Regions from separate parts of the Mus musculus genome. Here all the other regions are linked to region 1. Evidence: chromatin contacts called from public HiChIP or PLAC-seq data. All regions are on one chromosome and are shown on one strand. Each heading gives the region's core, a stretch centred on a gene start, on an enhancer-like site or on the middle of the called end of the contact. The rest is flanking DNA. Distances are from core to core; before and after follow the strand shown.

What was found. HiChIP or PLAC-seq counts read pairs in DNA pulled down with a chosen protein or histone mark.
Region 2: an H3K4me3 HiChIP or PLAC-seq map of the SCID.adh cell line shows a contact between it and region 1, with 11 read pairs. The contact joins the enhancer-like site here to the promoter of Xpo4 in region 1. A contact is called at or near these places in 6 of 39 promoter capture datasets (HPC-7-derived erythroid cells, embryonic stem cells, epiblast stem cells and 3 more), 2 of 484 Hi-C or Micro-C datasets (cerebral cortex and nephron progenitors), 15 of 115 datasets of contacts at active chromatin or transcription factors (the 230-238 cell line, the NIH/3T3 cell line, the SCID.adh cell line and 7 more) and 3 of 9 other capture datasets (adipose tissue, embryonic stem cells and liver).
Region 3: a contact with region 1 is called in an H3K4me3 HiChIP or PLAC-seq map of embryonic stem cells, with 17 read pairs. The contact joins the enhancer-like site here to the promoter of Xpo4 in region 1. A contact is called at or near these places in 6 of 39 promoter capture datasets (the C10 cell line, HPC-7-derived erythroid cells, embryonic stem cells and 2 more), 3 of 484 Hi-C or Micro-C datasets (bone marrow-derived macrophages, granulocyte-monocyte progenitors and nephron progenitors), 11 of 115 datasets of contacts at active chromatin or transcription factors (the 230-238 cell line, the NIH/3T3 cell line, the SCID.adh cell line and 6 more) and 3 of 9 other capture datasets (adipose tissue, liver and pancreatic islet).

Annotation. Positions count from the first base shown.
Region 1 is chr14:57,663,517-57,666,778 of GRCm38.p6, forward strand. Xpo4 (exportin 4) reads right to left here and starts at 1,722. Exons shown (of 23, transcript NM_020506.2): 1 at 1,372-1,722. The coding sequence starts at 1,440.
Region 2 is chr14:57,863,981-57,867,242 of GRCm38.p6, forward strand. Zdhhc20 (zinc finger, DHHC domain containing 20) reads right to left here. Exons shown (of 13, transcript NM_029492.5): 4 at 1,541-1,661. Among named protein-coding and RNA genes, the nearest start is that of Zdhhc20, 25 kb to the right of the region's middle. Within about 2 kb of position 1,496, at least 31 of the 459 cell types and tissues checked have an H3K27ac peak or open chromatin away from gene starts, as enhancers often do. A contact at or near this core is called in the SCID.adh cell line and bone marrow-derived macrophages, where this site is marked.
Region 3 is chr14:57,846,877-57,850,138 of GRCm38.p6, forward strand. It overlaps Zdhhc20 (zinc finger, DHHC domain containing 20), which reads right to left. Exons shown (of 13, transcript NM_029492.5): 8 at 45-186. Among named protein-coding and RNA genes, the nearest start is that of Mrpl57, 22 kb to the left of the region's middle. Within about 2 kb of position 1,590, at least 8 of the 459 cell types and tissues checked have an H3K27ac peak or open chromatin away from gene starts, as enhancers often do. A contact at or near this core is called in embryonic stem cells, where this site is marked.

The sequences.
Region 1 (3,262 bases), core at 472-2,971:
TTATTAAACCTAAGATTTTACTGCATGTTTTTTTAAAAGATTTATTTATGTGTTTTATCTGCATGGCCCGTGGAGGTCATCGGATACCCTGAAACTGGAGTCAAGGACAGTTGTAAATCACCATGGGTTCTGAGCAGGGTCCTCTGCTAAAGCAACAAGTGATCTTAATCCCTGAGCTGCCATCTCTCTAGGCCCTCTTCTCACTTTCTAAAAGCCAAAGCATCTTATATTGTATGTGAAGACAAAACTTAATGGAGTTACAATTGGTAACTACTGACTACCTGACCTGGGAACCTGCTCAGGTCCTCTGGAAAAGCAACACGTGCTCTTAACTACTGAGCAGTCTCTCCAGGCCTTAACTAAAATATCCTTAAATAGGATGCTCCAACAGAATCCTTGACAGTAACCTTAAAGTAGGGTAAAAAAGAAATCTAGCTGCATTTAGTTGTTAAAATGTCTAAATCATTTCAAGTAATAAAATGGACATCTAATTTTAAAAACAAAACAAAAAACCCTACAAATGCAATCGTCATAATTTACAAAGAACGAAAGAAAGAAATCAGGCTGAGCCAGCAAGCATAAGACACACAGTTTACTAAGTAACGAAACAGTATCCTTCTCCTTACTTTTGCTCCCTATGTGAAATCCTGTTTATAATACCGACTCGTCCTGCTCAAACACCCTCACCAAACTATTTCGTGGTAGTTGTTAGACTTCAGCTAATAAGTACCTGGGAACCTGCCACAGAGTCAGTTTTCCAAAACGCGAAACCCACAAAGAGTAGGTCTTGAACCAAGTTTTGCCCCAACGACCTTGGTCCTAAAGATTAGCCTCTCTCCCTCCGGCCGGTCCGTCCACGTGCCGCCTGCTGCGGTTACCCAGAACAGTCTGCATGTCAGGCAAAGAGCTAGGGGACCCGATCCACAAGAGAACGAGGGTTGCTAACAGCACCCAGACTATGCCATCCCTCTCCTAACAGGATCAACTCCCCAGCGTCATGCACACAGTCCCAAGAATGTTCCCTAACCCAAGTCCTGCGGGGTTCACCCTGTGCCTTGCTCTGCTACCCAGTCTGCCTAGCGAGGTATGGAGCGAAGCTGGCGGCACAGGAAACTCTCCATCTTACACCACTACACCCCAGTGCCAGGCGGAGGAACAAGGCGGTCAGGGAAGGAGACAGCACTAGAAAGTAAAGAACCAAGGCAAGAGGAAAGTAGGATGGAGAATCCTGCGCCACGCCACCACCACCTCCACTTCAGGGTTCATCCCAAGGCCCTTCCTGGCCACCAACCCAGCGGACAGCAGGCCTGACCAGGGAGAGCCAGCCGGAGTCCCACTAATCCCCCGTTTCTCCGGACCCGGCGTCCTCACCATCAGAACTTTGGCCGCGTTCTCCAGCTGAGCGATCACTTCTGGGGGCCCCAGCGCCGCCGCCATCATGGTCTCTCTTCAATGACGCGCCATGCGCTGCATTCTGGGAGCAGGCGCCGCGGCCGGCCAATCGCCGCCGCGACCCCGGCGCCTCTCGCGCCTCCCGGGCTGTCGCAGCAGCCGTCGGCGTCGCGCCCCCAGCGGCCTGACGGGACCGCCGATTCCTGAGCAGCTGGAAGGAGACAAGCGTGAGCCCGGTCGCGGCGCTGGGAGGAGGGCGGCGGCAGCCGGCACCGGGCGAGGCCGAGCGGTTGGCTCTGTCAGCCGCGGCCGGGCATCCCGCGCGGGTCTGGGGCCTGCGCATGCGTGGTTCCCTGCTGGGTGCGGGCCGCGAGGTCCTGGACCGGAGCCGCGCAGCCCGTTAGCTGCGGGTTAAGGTTTGGGTGTCCTGCCCGTGCGGGAGCTTCCTCTCGCTCCCATAGGCTGTCCGGTGTGGAGCAGGATCTCTTAGCCTTGGAAGCGCTCTCCTAAGGGTGCGTCTACGCCCAGAATTCATGCCTCCCGCTCCGCGGTTCATTCCGCTGTGAGAAAAGGGCATCCGTGGACGAAATGCTTGGTTTTCTTGATTTTTGAAACCCTCTCCCTAACCACTTGGCTTCCTGAAGTCAGTAAGGGCTCAGCTGCCGCCAGCTTTGGACTTCAGGAGTTTATAATAGCAATGCTAAGTACAGAATCTGCGAGGAAAGGTGCGTTACAGTAACTTCAACGCGCTGTCTTCTCTCCGGTTCTTTAAGGTTTTGTTTTTCAAAGTCTACGTCCAGGAAAGTGATCCCGACATCAGCTAGTTCAATGTTCAAAAGGTGGTCTAGTTGAAGTATTTGTATGTTTCGACCTGACAGCTCCATTTTCTGAGTTTTGTTGACTGCCTGTTCTGCTTTCTGGGGAAAATCCACGTTTTTGAGTTCCTTCTGTAGACTTCCTGGTTTTCCCAGAGATTTGTAAGTCTGCCCTCCGCCCCTTTGAGGTTTTGTGTCTTCGAAATAGAATTGCATTAATTTTTAAATGATTTATTTTTTATTTTATGTGCATTGTTTTGTGTGCATGTATGTCTGTGTGAGAGTGTCAAATCCCCAGCAACTGGAGTTACTGATGATTGTAAGGGTGCTGGAACTGAACCTGAGTCCTCTGGAATTGCAGCCAGTGCTTTTAACCACTAAGCTATCTCTCTATTACTATTGTTTCTATTGAAACAAATGTAAATTCTTCTCTTCACCCCACCCACTCTCAGTGCCTTTATTTATTTATTTTATATGTAAATACACTGTAGCTGACTTCAGACTCCACAGAAGAGGGCATCAGATCTCACTATGGATGGTTGTGAGCCTCGATGTGGTTGCTGGGATTTGAACTCAGGACCTTCAGAAGAGCAGTCAGTGCTCTTAACCGCTGAGCCATCTTTCCAGCCCCTTTTCTTGTGTTTTTAACAGGATTTTTCTATTCACGCTGTAGACCAGGCCAGCCTCAAACACAAAGATCCACCTGCCCTCTGCCTCCTCAGTGCTGGGATTAAAGGCATGGCCAATCGGTTTTTTGTTTGTTTGTTTGGATTTTTTTGACTTCTCTACTATTTTTGAGAAGTAAATTAATGAGATTTTTTTTTTTTTGCTTGAGAAATAAAAGTGTCTTTCATTTCATTACCAGATGACAAAATTAGTTGAAGTGCTGTTAATGGTGGTTTTCCTGTTGAGATTTGTGTGAACAGGGGCCAGCCAAATGGCTCAGCAGATAAAAGAACTTTCAGTACTAGCCTGAGGACCTAACTTCAATCCTAAAGTGCATAGCAAATAGAGAGAACTGACTGTAAATTGCCCTCTGACCTCTGCACTTGTCT
Region 2 (3,262 bases), core at 246-2,745, 200 kb after region 1:
CAGCCACAACAGTAAGCTCCTTGATTGTGTGCTCTGTTCCTGAGAAGTTCATTTGGTTCCAAAATTAGAATACTTGAATTCAATTCCTGTTTCTTCACATACAGCCTTGTGATGATCTTGAACAAGTAATTCAACCTGTGTCCATTGACATTATCTACTGCCATCCTGAGTCACACAGTACAAGGACTCCCCCAGAGCGATCACAGTTGGTTTTCCTGCAGTCTGCTAGCATGCTATAAATGGCCATATAGATGTTTATAACTGCACTCAAATGCCTGCAATATGCCTGACTCCATCCCAGCCCTCCAGTGGCCGAGGCAGGAGGATCGGAGTTTAAGGCTAGCCCATGCTTCTGTCAGGAAGTCTGGCAATAACTCCCAACCTAGGTTCTGGTTCCTCTGCTGCTTTTCACTGGTCTCTCAGCTTCCTGGGCTGGTCCTCATTATGGTGACAAGATTATCCCAGGTCTGTATCTTACTTTCCCGTGTACACATGGGACTACAATATCTACCCCATGGGGTTATTGTGAACTTCAATGAGTTCTGTACACCTCAGCACAAAGGAACCATTAATCTGGTACTATCTTGTCTGAACCAATTAACAAGTTATATAACTTAAACAATTCCCTCTAGTATAGAAAGTGACCAGCTCAACAGCATCTCTGACTCCTCTCTATCAGAGAGTTAAACCAAAGTAAAGGGAAGAATGTCTCATCGACCCTGAGGGGCAGTGTCCCAGAGGAAACAGGCAGGCTAGAACCAGGAAAATGAATGGGGCTTGTTAGGATTGCTACTGCTGTAACGAAACACCTGATCAACACAAGGCCAGAAGGAAAGGATCTGGATTACACTTCCACATCGCTGTTCACTGAAGGATGTCAGGGCAGGAACGCAAGTATGGCTAGAACCCGGAGGCAGGAACTGATGTAGAGGCCATGTAAGGGTGCTGCTTACCGGCTTGCTCCACCTGCTTTTTTTTATAGAACCGAGGACCATCAGCCTAGGAATGGAACCACTCACAATGGGCTAGGTTCCTCGTCCACCACTAATTAAGAAAATGCTCTACAGGCTTGCCTGACCTCATTTTCTCAGTTGAAGTTCCCTCCTTTCTGATGATTCTAGTTTGTGTCATGTTGACATAAAACTAGCCAGCAGAGTTCATAGCTTGGCCTCAAAACTCGTATCTTGGTAAATTTTCTCCCCATTGTCTTTACTTCTCCCCATATTTCACACTTTCTTGATTTCTTATTTATACACTGACATACAATAGTTAAATTTAAATCAGAACTTTCAAACGGCAGTGTAGTAGGAACAGGATTTGAAAGCTCTAGCAGAGAAGGCTGAGTGTTAGAGTGAAAACAGGCAACAAGACAAACTAAACCCAGATTCACATTGAACCCCTTTGAGAAGTTGCCTTACATCTGAAATACCACACAAGATGCAGTCAACAGGAAATTGTGGTCAGTCAAGTCAAGCAGATCTATCCTAATAGAAACATGCACATTTAAAACTCCTTTCAAAGTCCAGCCTGCTTCTCTTACCCTTTGAAGCTGATGTGGTGTAGATAGGCAGGTCTCTTGCCGCTCTTCTCAAAATGTCTTGCTGTCTTTCTTGGCTGAACTCCTTCTCATAACGCTCCTTCTCAGAGTTTGACAAGTAGAACTAGATGGAGAAAGACAACGACTACATTTGTACTTCTTACCTAGTGTGCTTTGAAAAAGTTTTACCTGCAATAGGGGGAGGACTCCCAAATAAAAACATGAAAACAAAACAAACTTCGAACTTAACTTCGTGTACACTTTAACAAAAAACCCTACAGATGAAAAGTATTAGCACTTCCTACTAAGGACGGCTTAGCACAGGAACTCCACGATTTTTGCACCTTTGCCTTTTACAGGTGAAATTTAAATCCTTAATAAATCACAGTTTAAAAAAAATGTTGAGGGCTGAGAAATATGGCTTGGTGGTAGAATGATTGCCTAGTAACACCAAACTTTTTTATAACAATTATGTAAGTAAAATTAAAATAATTATGCAACTATGTATATAAATAAGTACATATAACTAAGTAAATATGAAACATTTATAAATAAATGTAAGTTACTGCCAAGTGTCTTTCTTCTCTACTTGCATGTTTATGTATATGTAAACATGTATATATATGGTGTATATATATATATGTGCTCAAGGTGGGTGTATGCACAAGTCTGCTAATGCTCTGTTTGTGGGTGTATGTGCACATGTGTAGAGGACAGAGATCAGTGCTAGGTGTTTTTCTCAATCACTCTTCACTCTACTTTTTGAGGCAGAGTCTCTTACTGGACTCAGCCCATCGTTTTTTTTTGCTGGGATGGTTAGCCAATAAGCTTCCATGAATCAGGCGCCTGCCTTTGCTGCACCAGTGCTGGAGATACAAATGTGATGTGTATATATTCAGTTTATATGCTAAGGATCTGAATTCAAGTTTTACTCAAGCACTTTACCAGCTGAGCCTTCCCCCCAGGCTGCTTTTTCCTTCTTTGTTTCTCTTGTGTAGCCATGGCTGTCCTGGAACTGGAGCTGCAGATCAGGCTAGCCTTGAACTCCTGCCTCTCCTGCCACATGCTGAGACTACAGGCATGCAGCACCATGTCCAGCTCCCTCCACTCTCAAGATTTGTTTCACCTGTTCTTCCCCCAGTGCTCCTGAGCCATAGAGGGAGTGATGCAGATGCCCCTACTTAGAGATGAGCGCTCAACAAATCATTTCTTCTCAGCATTTCGACCAGTTATGAGTCTCTGCAGTAACTGCTACCACCCTATACAAAAAGCAGCTTCTCTGACCATAGCTAAGTTCTAGAGAATTTAATTTTTACAAGGTTGCTATGCTCAAGTTACAGTGAAACCCCTGGCAGAGAGCCCCATGTTTGTCTTTCCAAATGCCTCAATGAAAAAAAAAAAAAACAGCATTGCTCACACTTTTCATTGTTTTAATTTTTTTTTCCTTTAATTATGTGTAGGTGTGTGCCTGTATGTGGGTGAATGCATGTTAGTGTAGGCAGAAGCCAAAGACACCGGATCCTCTGGGGATAGATTACAGACTTTTGAGACACCATCTGTCATGGGTTTTCAGTACCAAACTCAGGTCTTCTGGAAAAGCAGCCAGTGCTCTTATCTGCTGAGTCATCTCTCCAGTCCCATTGGGTTTTTGGGTTTTTTTCACTTTTTAAAAGGCAAGTACCTGTGCTAAATTCTCTTCAGACTCACCAAGGTTCACCACCTTAT
Region 3 (3,262 bases), core at 340-2,839, 180 kb after region 1:
ATTTGTGGTCATTTAAAAAGCAACATATACTTTAGTCTATTTACCTATTGTCGTTCTATTTTTTCCAACCAGCCAGCAATGGTAGCTAAATAGTGAGAGCACACTGACGAAGAACATTGCAGACACAAAAAAAAGGAACAGTACGTGGAACTTTGCGCTGGGGAAATTTAAAACTGTTGGTTCATTCTGAGGAAAGAAGAAAGAAGGGTTAATTGTAAGGATACTGAATCTCTAAAGTGCAACTTATTCTGGTTCTTCATAAAGACTGATTCCGCCAAAAAAAAAAAAAAAAAAGAAAAAAAAAGTCATACCTGAAGAGTAATAAAATAAGACCATGTTTTCTGAAACAATGACTACAGAAGCAAACAATGGGTCCATCATAGCAGGCTGAGCCCATAAACACTCCAGTAATTTATAAACTGTCCCTAGGGGCTGGAGAGACAGCTCAGGGTTAAGAGCACTGACTGTTCTTCCCAGCACTACATGGCATCTTACCACTGTCTGCAATTCCAGTCCTAGGAGATCCAACACCCTCTTCTGACCTCTGGGGGCACCAGGCATGTACTTACATGGTACACAGATATAAAGGCAGGCAAATATCCACCCATACACATATTTATTTATTAATATAAAGTAAATAAGTAAATAAATAATTTAAAGTCATTAAACACCTAATAATTCAGCCATAAAATGAGAAGATGGACTCTTTCCCTAGCAATTTTTTTTGACACCCTATATACATATTCAGATTTCCCTCAACATCCAGAGGAACATGAGTACTTCCATTTCCTTTATTATATATGCATTAAAAACAAGTGGAATGTGATATATTCAGTTCTACTTCTGCGTGTCTCTCCTCCAAGCTGCCCCTGTTCTTAGATGTGCTGATGCCCACCTTCTCAACCTTGTTTCTTTTTCTCGGGAGTCTGTGTAGGTAACTGTCATTTGTAAGAGTTGCCATAAGGTATTGAAGAATGAACAGTTTCTGTCATTCCTTCTTACAGAAATATGGCTAGGAAGAAGCCTTCAAATATTTGCTCTTAAAATAAAACCATAAAAGGGCTGGAGGTATGGTTCAGTCAGAAAAAAATGTTTGCCTAGTATTCATGGAGTCCTAGGTTCAGCCCCTAGCAAGACAGGAAACTGGACATGGTGGTGCATCCCTGTAGTTCTAGTACTCAAGAATAAGAAGCAGGAGGACCAGCCGGGCGTGGTGGGACACACCTTTAATCCCAGCACTTGGGAGGCAGAGGCAGGCTACACAAAGAAACCCTGTCTCAAAAAACACCAAAAAAAAAAAAAAAAAAGAAGCAGGAGGACCAGAAGTTCAAGGTCTTCTTTGACTGTACAGTAAATTCAAGGTCATCTTGGGACACACGAGACTGTCTCAAAACCTGTAGCCTCCCCCAGCCTGAAGCGGTCTGGTACAGACCTTGTTGCCACTGAGGTGGGGCCACCTGCAGTGCAGCTTTCCGACTTGGCTGGCTTCTTTTGAAGTGACAACTGCCCTGCTCTTCTTCAAGATGCTGCTACCCTCAGAGAGGCTGAACCTGTCTTCCTGAGACATTCCTGAATAAGCAACAGCATGGCGACAAAGCACCAAGGACTCGGGGCGGGCGCGGGGGACCTTCCCCCTTTTAAGCACAGTCTCTTAGTAAACTCTCGGGCCTTGATCAGAGAAAACTTGTCTTGGCCGTATTATTTCTCTCACAGTCTAGTCTCTTTCAGCCCCAGCCTGCCTTCCAGAAATACCCGGTTCATGTAGGCCGAGGCATACTACAACAAAAACTGTATTGGCAGGTCTCCTAGGCTTTCACAACAGGTCGCCCTACTTAATTTAAAAACTAGTTAATGGGCTAGGTATGGTACCACATACCTTTAATGCCAGCACTTGGGAGGCAGAGGCAGGACAACTTCTGTGAGTCTGAGGCACTTTGGAATGTATCCTGATCTACATATTAGGATAGCCAGGAGTACAAGGAGAGAGACCCTATCTCAAAAAGGGGGCGGGGTTGAGGGTAACTACAACAGACTGGAGAGATGACTTCTTTTTAAGAAAAAAAAAAGGGGGGGGGCTCTGACTGTGCTCTTCCAGAGGTCTTGAGTACAATTCCCAGCAGCCACATGGTGGCTCACAATCATCTGTAATGGATCTGATGCCCTCTTCTGGTGTGTCGAGAGAGCAATGGTGTGTACTCATATGAATAAATAAATCTTAAAAAAGAAAAAAAAAAAAAAAAGAGTTCTGGCTGCTTTTCCAGAGGTTCTCAGCACCTACCTCAATGGTCCACAACTACTTACAACTCTAGCTCAAAAGATCTGTCTATGGGCTGGGTGTGGTGGTGCACACCTTTAATCCCAGCACTTGGGAGGCAGAGGCAGGTGGATTTCTGAGTTCCGGGCCAGCCTGGTCTACAGAGTGAGTTCCAGGACAGCCAGGGCTACACAGGGAAACCCTGTCTCGAAAAAAACAAAACAAACAAACAAAAAACCTGTCTATGGAATTCACTCACGCACGTGAGCCGTTTTATTTTTTTTAATTTCTGACCAAAGGGGCAGCAAGAAGGCTCAAGAGGTTAAAATATGCTTGTTCAAGCCCAACATCCCAAATTCTATCTCTAGAACCCATGTTTAAAGGAGAACTGGCTTCCAAACGTAACCTCTTACCTCCACACGTGTGCCTGCATGCATGTACACACATCATACGCACAACTATAATTTAAAATTTTTAATTTAAAACAAAAAGTGTTTAACAAAGGAGTTAGAAAGCTAGGAGGGTATAGGTATTTTTTCTGGAAGCACTCACATAAGTAGTGGGAATGGCTACTCACACCCATGTAAAGGTCGGAGAGAGGCAGACCAAGAAAGCTCCCTAGTCAGAGAGCTTCTGCTTCAGTGGGAGGCCCTGACTCAAGGCACTAAAGTGCAAATGGAAGACATCCAATATGTCCTCCCACATGTGTGAGCACCTGCACACTCATGTGCATATACCACACACATAACACACTACACACAGACTTAACTGAAAATCTGTTAGTGTGTGTGTGTGTGTTGGAGATTGAATCTGTGGCCTCAAAAGCTGCATCACTGAACATCATTTCCCCCACAATCTTGCATTATTCTGATACCTCTCTTTTTTCCCCAGAGAAACCACTACACATTTAAAACACAGTAAATAGTCTATCTTGCCAATTGTAGAGCAAATTTTAATTATATACATTCACTCTGTAAAAGATTATGAGAATGTCATGGCAACAATGTG